Linked DNA regions of Canis lupus: region 1 is linked to region 2. The links are chromatin contacts, called in public Hi-C maps. All regions are on one chromosome and are shown on one strand. The core of a region is the stretch at or near the end of the contact, and the rest is flanking DNA. Distances in the headings are between cores, read along the strand shown.

Region 1 (5,365 bases), core at 1,869-4,368, 66 kb after region 2:
CTGGCTGGCAAAGAGTCCATTCTCCCTTCTAGCTTCAGAGGAGACATTACTAGGAAACAAGAAAACCAATTTGAAGCATCTTTACTGACAGTAAAGAACCAAATATGAGTCTTGACCCCTGGGACTAAGCTTCCTGGCAGTTTCTCCTCATTCCCGGGGAAATGTTTTGGTGTTAAACGACCACCTACAAAATATAGTGTCATCTGGAGCCACCTTGTGATGATACCCTCCAGGCTGGCTGGCATTTACTGACAATTTTCTATCTTGATCTGTGTCCTAAATTACTGCTATTTGCCTTTGGTTGATTTGAAACTTTGAAGCTTAGATTTATGAGGTTTTGTTTTCTTTTCAATATATATTTTTACACCTGCCAAATGGATGCATATTGCTTCTTCAATCAGAAGAAAACTTTTTATAATTTTTTGTACAACTAACATGTTCAGTGTAAACAAACTTTAAAAAATAATGTGCTGCTTTTTGATGATCCATAAAGTCATCTATAATTTCACCACTTGGAGAGTGTCTTCAAGATGTTAATGCACACATAGAGATTTTTTTTTAACAAAATTGTGACGTCACTTGCATACTATTTCATAATCTATTCATTTCAATACATTATAAATATCATTCTAAGTCAATAAGCATAGGTCTTCTACATATTTAATATCTTGCAGAGTATTTTGTTCTATGGGATTCTCTGCATAATGGATTTTTGTAATTCATCACCTGTGACTGGGTATTTGGATTTACAGTCTCTTTCTCTGTTTTATCAACACTGGCATGAACTTCATCTGTAGCAAAATATTTGCACATGGTCTAAATGACTACTTTAGGATAACTTTTTGAATACATACAAAAAACATAAGATTTGAATGAGAGGCCCAAAGTTCCAAGAGCTGGAAGATAGACTTTGAGACGTCTATCCTTCCTGGGATGGAATGTAGCCTGTATCCATTAATATGGACTTCAAGAGAATTAGCTGTCAATATGCTGGAACTAGGGAGTACAGCTTCATTGCGACATATGGCTCTTAGGAATCATCTGGGTTTTCTGAAGAAAACAAATTATTTGGCCTCCAGAACTCAGTGGCCTGCCTGGCCGGTGGCCACAAAGGTCGGTGCTAGGATTTCCAAGTATGGTTGGCCCAGGGTTGGTGATAGTTGCAAAATCACCTCAACAATAGAGCTCAGGGGAGGTACAGAGGCTCTTTTAAGTGGGTGGGAAGCCTGACACTCTATGTACCTATGGGGCCACACCCTGGACTTTAGTAGAAGTCAGAGCAGATCCACGGCTTGGGTGTGGGCAGCTGTGCTAAAAGGGGAACGTGAGGTGGTTTCAAGCCAGTGCAGAGCTGAGAGCCCAGCTTGCAGAGTAGAGTGACCTCCACACCAAAGGACAGCCAGCCTGGGTGGAACCAGGATCGACAGTTTCAGTGAGAAGGTCTTAGAGAACTCCTGCTGTATACTTGGCAGATAGTGAAGAACTCTTGATATGCACGGAAGGGATGCCTTTGCCTGCATGCAATTTGGGGTGCACACTCCAGGTCCAGGAAGGACTCTGCTGGGTGTCAGTGCTCCTGCTGAGACCGTGGTTGGGGCAGAGGTTCTCATTCCTGCAGGGCTGTTAGCTGTTCGTCACATTTATGTTCCAGGCTCTCCCATGTAAGGCAGCCATGGCCCCTCCAAACACAGCCTCCTCCTTGGCTTACAACAACCTCTCCTCTTTGCTTTATCTGTATCACAATCAGGGCATCTTCCATTGTCTTCATTATATTCTCTTTAGTTCTATGCATGTCTCAGGAAAAGCAGGATGTAGGGTAAGACACCCAGGGATTTTGAGTTCACCAGCTCTTCGCTTAGCATTCTGCTGCTACCACTACTGGGTCATCCTTGGGCAGGTTACGGTTACTTAACTTCTTTGTAAAACAGGGTGGTTGTAGGGATTAGAAGTGACGACATGTAAAGCAGCCCCCTTAGTATCTGGCTGAATGGGAGGTGCTTAAATTGTCTATTAGTCTGGAGGGCTTAGCCTAGTCTACTCTGTAAGGGTTGAAGGACCATCTTTATCTGTAGGCAGATCCCACTAGACATGCATATTAGGTTGGTAATAGGGGATCTGAGGTCGAAGGCTTGGGACAGCTATGGTGCCTCCCAGACCCGGGCTGTGAAAACAATCACTGCCAACAGATTGTAGAGCTGTGCCTTCCTAAAACGAAAATGGGAAGAAGAGAGGAACCCCGGGGCAGCTGTTGGGGCTAGGAAGGGGCTGGGTGACGGAAGGCTTCCGCAGAGGGCACTCCACGCAGGCACAGCAAGAACTGTGTGAGGCTCTCCTCTCTGACCTATATGCTGGAGCCCAACCAGCCCAGCAGGCAAGAGCTGGAGACACAGCCTGGGAACTTAGCCCGGTCTAACTCACCATCTTAGCTCCAGACTTACCTTCCTTTGCCATGATGTCTAGGATAGTGATCAAGCCTGCATGTACCAGGGTCCTGCCCCAGCTTAATCCTTTCTGCTTGTGTAACCTGGGGCAAGCTTCTGACCATTTCTCAACTCAGTGTTCTCATCTGTACAATGGGGATAATAGTACCTGCTGTCTAGGATCCTTGAGAAGATCAAATGGGTTTATTTATAAAAAGCATTTAGAATAGTGACTGGGTTATAGAAGGCATTTTCTCTATGAATGCTTGCTAGTGCCTTCTGGGGTTTGCATCCCCACACCTCAGGCCTTTTCTTCTTGACATCTTATTTCTCCTTGAGAGCAAAATCCCCCTCTGATCCGTTTAGCCCCACAATAGGTAGCCCAAAGTAAGGACTCCTGAATGTTTGTTGGATGGATAGGTGGGGGAAGCTCAGGCTATGATACGAGGTGCACCTGGGTTCAAATCCTCACTCTGCCTCCATCTCTGGATCTTTGACTGCTCTGGCCTCATTGCCTTATCTATAAAATGGGGTCAGTAGTAGACTGGTTACAGGGCTCAGGCAGTGAAGACGAAATTGTAGAACACGTGCACAGCACATGGCAGTGTGAGTTTTCAGGAAACGATGATGCCCATGCTGAGGAGTGAAACCGTGCCTCATTCGCCCTCACTCTACTGCATCAAGTAGGTGGCTTGTGCATTTTTTGAGGTTTCATTTTTGAAGTAAGAGGATGATTTCCACTTTCTGTTTCATTTCCCCCCGTGACTGTCAGAACACTAGGAGGAAAGCAGGACCTCTGTGCACACATGCATCCTTTCCTGTAGAGCTGCATTTCTGCGTCTTTCACAAGGCATTCTCAAGCATTAGGCCACCCAAAAGGTTCATGGCAGCCTTTGGAGTCCACTGCATGTCCTCAGTGGCCACGATGATTGGGCATCTCCCCAGCCTGTTTGTGGTAGTAGCCTGACTTGGAGCATATCTCCTAAATGTTGCCAAGTTGGAATGGAGTCTCCAACTTGGAAAGGCCAAACACAGAGCTTTGTGTGTGCACTGATTTCATGCTCACAAATGCACCTGTGCAGCATCTACTCCCACCAGAGTGTTAGACATATGGAAGACCTGGCAGGCAGGAAAGCTGTGTTACCAACAAGGCTCAGACCCTACAAGGCACTGTGGGAAGCCAGAGGGAGACCGTGTTTCTGTGTTTCTGTCCACTGTGTGCTCACAGGAGCTGGTGACACTCAGCCATTCCCTCATTGTGGAAGCCAGCACATTGGACAGCCTTAGTTTCCTTCTCTGGGGGTGTGGGGTGGTGATTATGAAGTAGAGGACTCCAGTATCACCTAATCCCCAAAGTGAATCTCAGATCACTGATCATGTCCTTACCCATAGGAAAAGTTTCCATGACCAAATATGTTTGGAAAATGTGTTACACTGTCTTTCCTTCTTGGCATTTTATAATACGCGTCTGTGCATTCAAGGCTCTTGAGAAGTTCTGCAATCCGGGAACAAACTTAACATTGTTTAATCAGTAGTGCCCAAATGTAATTCACCGTGAACCCTTTTCTTTTTTTCTTTTTTTTCATGTAACATCTATTAGCTTTGCTAGGGGCTAGGCAAAGAAACACTGAAGAAATCTAACTATCTTAAAAGAGTTTATAACAAGTGATATGTAAACATTAAGAAGAGATAATCCATAATTTTTTAATAAGACATTTAGAAAATGGCAGGATTTTAATTCAAGTATTTTTAAGTACTTGGCCAAAAAATAAATATATATATATTGGGTAATTTTTTTGTGGCCAGTCACTTTTTGGTTTGATTGTAAAATATGCAATGTCTCACCAGCCTACTGTCATGTGACCCACCTGAAGATGCCTCCACTGGGGGCAAGACTTGCACTCGAGGAGTAAAGGTAAAACTTGAAATTTCAAATATGTTCTTCCTGAGACCCTGGATTAACTGGGGTTGTGCATTCAAGTAGTGCCCTTTGAGCCTTTAAACTCACATTCTCAGCCAATTGGGCATCTCCTGGGCCAGCCCCTGATCTAGTTGTTAACAGCTAGCTTGCGTAGTATTAGCTCAAAGCATTATGAAAGATCGACAATGATAGATTTATCCCGAAAAATATTTTTCATATATTTTGTGTCTCTGGGGATAGCACTAATCCACAAAACTGCCTTGCAATGGAATTGCCTTGACAAGAATCACTTGAAAATGTGAGCGTCCTCCTGATGCTGCACCGTGGAAATCGGGATGAGTTACCAGACCCCCACCAGCCTCATTGCTCACTTCCTTAGACTGTCCTCATAAGGAAGGGAGACGTGGATCTGCAGGTCACCGTTCTCCTGGATTGGAGAGTTCATTAGGTCACTTCTGAAACCTCTGTGCCAGCTAAGCAAGAAACAATGAGTCCCCTGCAAGCTTTTATTTATTATTACAGCCCTCCAACTGTACATCCCACTCACCCCTTTGCTCCTGTGGCTGGTCAAGCTAATTTGATTTGACATCCTGGCATTTGAGATTTGTCAAGTATTGTAACCCTAAGCGGTACTAATATTGAAAACCATACTCGAAATTTATATAATCCAGATGTGCATGCCAATAGAGCAGATGAAATGGCAGGCTTGGGCCAGGGTGTGTGTGTGTGTGTGTGTGTGTGCGCGCGTGTGTGTACACGTGTGTTAACAATCCTGTTGCCCTATATTTTTTCCACAGGGTATATATAGCCAAGAAGGATTTTATGTATTAATATTTTCCCTTAAGAATAGTAACTGGATTATGACATATAGCTTTAAGTAAGTATCAGCATTGGTTTTATTTGCAGCCAAGAATAACTGATTAAGTTTGGGGGAGCAGGAAGGTCTATTCTAAATGCTTTTTAAAACTTCTAAATTGGTCAGGACCCTTCAGCAGTGCGGTCTGGGGAATTATTAGTCACACCG
Region 2 (5,684 bases), core at 920-3,419:
TCTGCTTCTTAAGGGTGCGCACAACAAAAAGAAGAAACCCAGCCAGCCAGTCCTCCGCCCTGTGGGCCACTTCTTTCCTCCAAACGTCCATTAGAGGGCAACATTTGCTCTAAAATTAGATTTCCCCGACTACGTTTTAAATTGCATCGGATTTGTTTTTCGAATTTTTGACACGTTGAACCTCAATACCTACATTTGACCTCTTCAGTTCTAGCGGAGGTAGTCCCATCCTGTGTCCTCTGTGAACTTGATCTCTGCGGACTTTGCGTCTTTCGGGTCACTTCCATCCTCGACCCCGTTCCCACTTCTGACCATGAGGCGGCGATATTGCATAAAGACAGACCCGAAGAAAGGAGAAATGAAGCCAGAGCGCTAAGGAGAAAAAGGAGTTGCACAGGGAAAGGGGCCATTAATGTCCGAAGGAGAGAGTCGAACCAGACATTTCTAGTTCGTACCCAACTCGCGGCCGGAGGTTGGAGCCGCACAAAGGAGCCATTCAGGAGCGCGGGGGGCTGACCTGGGGGCGACGCGTGCACAATCCCCTCCTGGACTTTGCGGTTGCCCCGCGGGGCGCAGGCGCGGTGGAGCCCGTGTGTGCTCCTGGCTGCAGGACCGGGCGTGCACCCGCTCCCACCGACCGCTCCTGGACACAGGCCCGGACCCAGGCTGACTTACAACGGCGCTGCTCGGAGGTCAGCACCCATTCCACCCCGAGTCCCAAGGGGGCGCAGGGCTCGGCCCTGGGGACGCCACCGTCAGGAGGTGGCGCAGCCGGGGGTTCGAGCCCGGCCAGTGCCAGGGCCCATTTCTCACGTGCACACACTCTGGGACACTCGCACCCTCGCACCCCAAGGAGCCCCCTGACAGCCAGCAGCTCTGTACCCTTGTAACAGGGAGGCCCCCGACCCTTGTGAGCCTCGGATGCAAGTGAGGACCCTCTCCCCCGGAGTCACGTCCAGAAAACGGCCTTAGTTTCCCGTGGCGCGGAGGGAGGGGACCACAGACCTGGGGCCCTCCCAGTCATCAGGAACCTGGACGGCAACGTAAGGAAAACCAGACCGTTTCGCGAGAAGCAAGAAAGGCGTCTCTCCTCCCCCCGCCCCCCTAAACACAAATGGAGTTTCATCTCGGGAAACGGGAGAGGCCTGCCAGAAAGTCCGGGCGAGAGGTGGGGTGCCTGGCTCGTGCACCCGCGCCCCAGTCGGCTGTGCTCCCCACGCCCACCCCCGGGCCCACAGCGCCGCGCCAGCCTCGGTGGGGCTCGGCTGCGGAGGGCTCGATGGGGGCTGCGCGGCGGGCGGGGGCAGCGCGCACCGGCCTCTCCTTTCCATTTCTCTTTAAACCGTCAGCTCCCGCGCCTAAGGCCCGACCCCTCCGCTCCGGGTCTCGGCTGCCGCCTCCCGGGGCGCGGGGTGGCTCGCAGGCCCGCGGGCCCCGCCCCCTCCATCCCCTCCATCCCCTCCATCCCCTCCATCCCCTCCATCCCCTCCATCCCCTCCATCCCCTCCATCCCCTCCATCCCCTCCATCCCCGCCGCTCCCGCGACCCGCGGCCTCCAGCCCCGCCTCCTCCGCCGCGGGGTTCCACCCGCAGCCCCGCGAAATCTGCATAGTGACCGCCCCCCGGGGAGCTCATTGGTGCAGCCTCTGCCCGTCGCGGCCGGTGATTGGTGGGCCGGCCCGGGTCATTTGCATGCCGGCGGCGGCCGGGGTACCCAGCGGCGCGGGCGGCCGGCGCCGAGCAGAAGTTTGCAGAGCGCTTTCTCGCCGGCTGGTCCCGGACTCGCGCGCCGCCGCCGCCGCCGCCGCCTCCTCCTCCTTCTCCTCCTTCTCCACCTCCTCCTCCTCCTCCCCCCGCCGCCGCCCTGTTCGCTCGGGATCCCTTCCCCGCGGAGGACGGACGCTCCGCTGGCGGGAGGCTGCAGTGGACGCGCCGCGGGGCCGAGCGGGCGCGGCGGGGGCCGTTGCGCTGACAGCTGCGCGGGGGCCCCGGCCGCCCCGGCCGCCCCGAGGCTCGCGCACCTTCCCGCGGCCCGCGGGCGCGCCATGTGGCCGCCGAGAGGAAGGAGGGCGCCCCGGAGAGCCTAGAGCCCGTTCCTGCCCGCTGGGGAGGGGAGCATGGAGTCGTGAGCGCCCCTCGCTCGGCGAGGCCGCGGCCGGCGCGCTCCCCATGGCCGGGACGTACAGCTCCACCCTGAAGACGCTGGAGGACTTGACCTTGGACTCCGGGTATGGGGCCGGGGACTCGTGCCGCTCCCTCAGCCTGTCGTCGTCCAAGTCCAACTCGCAGGCGCTCACCTCTTCGGCGCAGCAGCACCGCGGGGCGGCCTGGTGGTGCTACTCCGGCTCCATGAACAGCCGCCACAACAGCTGGGACACGGTGAACACGGTGCTGCCCGAGGACCCCGAGGTGGCCGACCTCTTCTCGCGCTGCCCGCGCCTCCCCGAGCTGGAGGAGTTCCCCTGGACCGAGGGGGACGTGGCCCGGGTGCTGCGCAAAGGCGCGGGCGGCCGGCGGCTGCCGCCCTTCTCCGCCGAGGCTGCGCGGCGCCTGGCCGGGCTGCTCCGCAGGGCGCTCATCCGCGTGGCCCGCGAGGCGCAGCGCCTGAGCGTGCTGCACGCCAAGTGCACCCGCTTCGAGGTGCAGAGCGCCGTGCGCCTGGTGCACAGCTGGGCGCTGGCCGAGAGCTGCGCGCTGGCGGCCGTCAAGGCGCTGTCCCTGTACAGCATGAGCGCGGGCGACGGGCTGCGCCGCGGCAAGTCCGCGCGCTGCGGCCTCACCTTCTCCGTGGGCCGCTTCTTCCGTTGGATGGTGGACACCCGCATCTCCGTGCGCATCCACGAGTACGCGGCCATCTCGCTCACCGCCTGCATGGAGAACCTGGTGGAGGAGATCCGGGCCCGGGTGCTGGCCAGCCAGAGCCCCGACGGGGGAGGCGGAGGCGGAGGGGGAGGGGGAGGGCCCGGGGAGGTGTCCGCCGAGGCCCTGGAGATGGTCATCAACAACGACGCCGAGCTCTGGGGCGTCCTGCAGCCCTACGAACATCTCATCTGCGGCAAGAACGCCAACGGTAAGCGTGCGGGCCTCGGCGGTGGACGGTGGACGGACGGGAGAGGGACATCCCCCTCCCTGGGCTGCCCCACCGGGCGCATTTCCTAGGGCGAACGACGCTGGGGGGTGTGCCAGGACCTGGGAGAGAGAAGACGTTTGTTCTCAGGGTGGAGTCCATGACATGGTTCTGGCCCGAGATAGTTCTTCTGGCGACTGGCTTTTGGAGGATAAAGCTGACAATCCTGTTCCTCGTGGCGTTGTCACTGCCTGGGTGCTCTTCCCTGATTGAGGCTCTTGACCAAGCCATTCCTGAACCCCCTCCTGCCTTGCTCTTTGCCTTGCTGGACTGCGTGTCTCGCGTGGTCTTTCCCCAACAGCGGAGCAGATCGACTGTGGCTCTGACCCTAGATCTCTCCAGCCCAATAGCAGCAGCCAGAGGGTCCACCCAAGCAGTAGGATGGGAAGAAGGGGGCAGGAAAGCCAGGATCAGGTGCAGCTGCCTTGGGCTTTGCTGGGTTGAAGGATGTACACTTCAGGCCTTCTCCTGGAAGGCGGAGAAGTTCTGGTGGGTTCTTAACTGCCTGTGCTCAGGCCAGTGGAAGCTGGTGACTCCTGAATCCCCTTTCCAGAAAGAGAACCACATACGGACTCCCAGGGGCCTGAACTTCTTAAGCTGTCACCAGTCAAGTGAGCAATTGATTAAAGCCCCATGTGTTGTATTAAATGCACAATCTTATGGGCTTTCCTGAAAGAAAAGATGACCCAGTAAACTGGCGAGTGGGGAAGAGGTGTGGGGGATAGGAAACTGCATGATGTGCATTCTGAGAAGGGAACCACACTGAGTACTTAGTTGCATTTCTCTGAAGGAGGACAGGGCTTCAGTGCAAAGGGTGGAAGGGAAGCACTTGACCTTCTCCCTGGTAAGGTTAGGGTGTGACATACGTTTAACAGCAAACTGCCTACCAGACTCCAATTTCAGAAGTCAGCAAACCATAAATTATTTAGAATGGTACTATGGCGAGGCATCCTTGCAATCTGATTGGAAGGCCATTTTGGGAACAGCCTTCAGTGGCAAGCAAGTAGTCCGCGGACGAGGCCAGGTGGGTACTGAAAAGGGAGTCAAATGTAAATGTGGTTTGACATCAAGTAGCTAAAATTTTAAATGAGCACTTAACAGTATGTCAGTTGCTGTTCTTAGCATTTCATGTGTTAACCCAGGAAATCCCAGCAACCCAATAAGGTAGGTACCCTATAGTCTTATTCTCATTATACTGCTGGGGAAACCAAGGTACACGCCAGTTAAGCAATTTACCCAAAATTACACAGATATTAAGTGACAAAGCTGGAATTTGAGGCGAGGTAGGCTCCAGAGTTCAAGCTTTTAGCCATCAGAGGGGGAGGAAAACAGCTTCGTTTTTATCAGCACAGTTTCCAGGGACAGCAGCTGACATCTCAGGCCTCATTTTGAAGATAATCTGTATGTAGCAGCATGGCTTTTGCTTAGCCCTTCCTTGGTTTTGGTTTTAATTCTGGCACCACCAGAGGAGATGCCTGGCGTGGAAGAGCGTTTGCCTTTTAATTTTCCTCCTCTTAGATCAGAGTTGAGGTCAGCCCGGAGTCTGTGTTGATGATGTCACAGCTGATAATTGTGCTTTGCGTCCTGGGTTTGTGGTATCAACACCGGGAACATGAGCTCCAGGAGAAGAAGTGGGGGGCAGGGGGGTTTCCACCCACTGTCCTAGCCCGGGGGAGAGTCCTGTACTTTGGGCTGAGGGGGAGGCCCAGACTGAGCTCAAAGAAGTCAACCCGCTAGGAGAAAAGACTGACGCCCCAAGCCTGTAAACCAGACTAGAACAAAAATGGAACAGTAGGTGCCAGACCGAACCAAAAATGCCCTTCGTGCACAGCTGGTGCCCAGCAGGTTGAGGAACTTCTCAGTTTTTCCAACTGCAAATTGAAGCTAGAAGGAACAGCTGCCTCTCCAGGGTCCCCTGAAAATGTAGATAGAGTAGCCAGAAATTGCTAGAACACAGGTGTCTTCCACTGAAGGGCTTATCCCAAAGCGCCATTTCTTGGCTAGGGTCATCACTCCTTGGGATTTTCTTTACAGGATGAGGTTTTGACCCCATAACCGACCTTCCTCCCCCACTCCAAACAATCCTTCTCAAGCCTTGGTAGTCAAGACAAGCAGGACTCCATGCGACTGAGAGCAAAGCTCCCTGGATGTTGGGAGCAAGAGTCTCCCTCTGTGCATCCCCTGGTCTCCTGGGGAGTCTCTTGCAGGCCAGGTGACCATTGGCTTCCACTTAGTAATACGGATGCTCATTTTTTATACATGAGATCCTGGGGGTGGCCTCAGTAAACAATAACCGGGCTGATTTATGAAGTCTGTTTAGATGAGCTAAAATGAATGTTTAGTAGAGGAGCAATGAATTACTTATGCCTGAAAGCTGACTTCAGAGGGAAGCAGAAATTGCTCAGGGGAGGAATGGGAGATCCAAGCCCTTTGTCACACTGAAGCCCCATGGCCGGCCAGGTGACCGTTTACACAGCTGAAGACCAAGGGAGAAATGGCTACACCCGGGAGGAGGGTGCCGGTTCGTGTTCTCGTCCTGCTGGTCTTCCCTTTCAAT

Evidence for each region. A called contact is a pair of places that touch in the nucleus more often than the background predicts.
Region 1: a contact with region 2 is called in a Hi-C map of blood, with 2.2 times the contacts expected there. The contact joins the enhancer-like site here to the promoter of ABTB2 in region 2. A contact is called at or near these places in 2 of 9 Hi-C or Micro-C datasets (both in blood).

Annotation. Positions count from the first base shown.
Region 1 is chr18:33,945,448-33,950,812 of UU_Cfam_GSD_1.0, forward strand. The region is part of intron 1 of ABTB2 (ankyrin repeat and BTB/POZ domain-containing protein 2); the gene reads left to right. LOC111090946 (a long non-coding RNA gene) reads left to right here. Exons shown (of 3, transcript XR_005373390.1): 2 at 4,269-4,335; 3 at 4,582-5,365. Among named protein-coding and RNA genes, the nearest start is that of ABTB2, 66 kb to the left of the region's middle. Within about 2 kb of position 3,119, at least 3 of the 20 cell types and tissues checked have an H3K27ac peak or open chromatin away from gene starts, as enhancers often do. A contact at or near this core is called in blood, where this site is marked.
Region 2 is chr18:33,880,455-33,886,138 of UU_Cfam_GSD_1.0, forward strand. ABTB2 (ankyrin repeat and BTB/POZ domain-containing protein 2) reads left to right here and starts at 2,170. Exons shown (of 17, transcript XM_038563048.1): 1 at 2,170-3,070. The coding sequence starts at 2,170.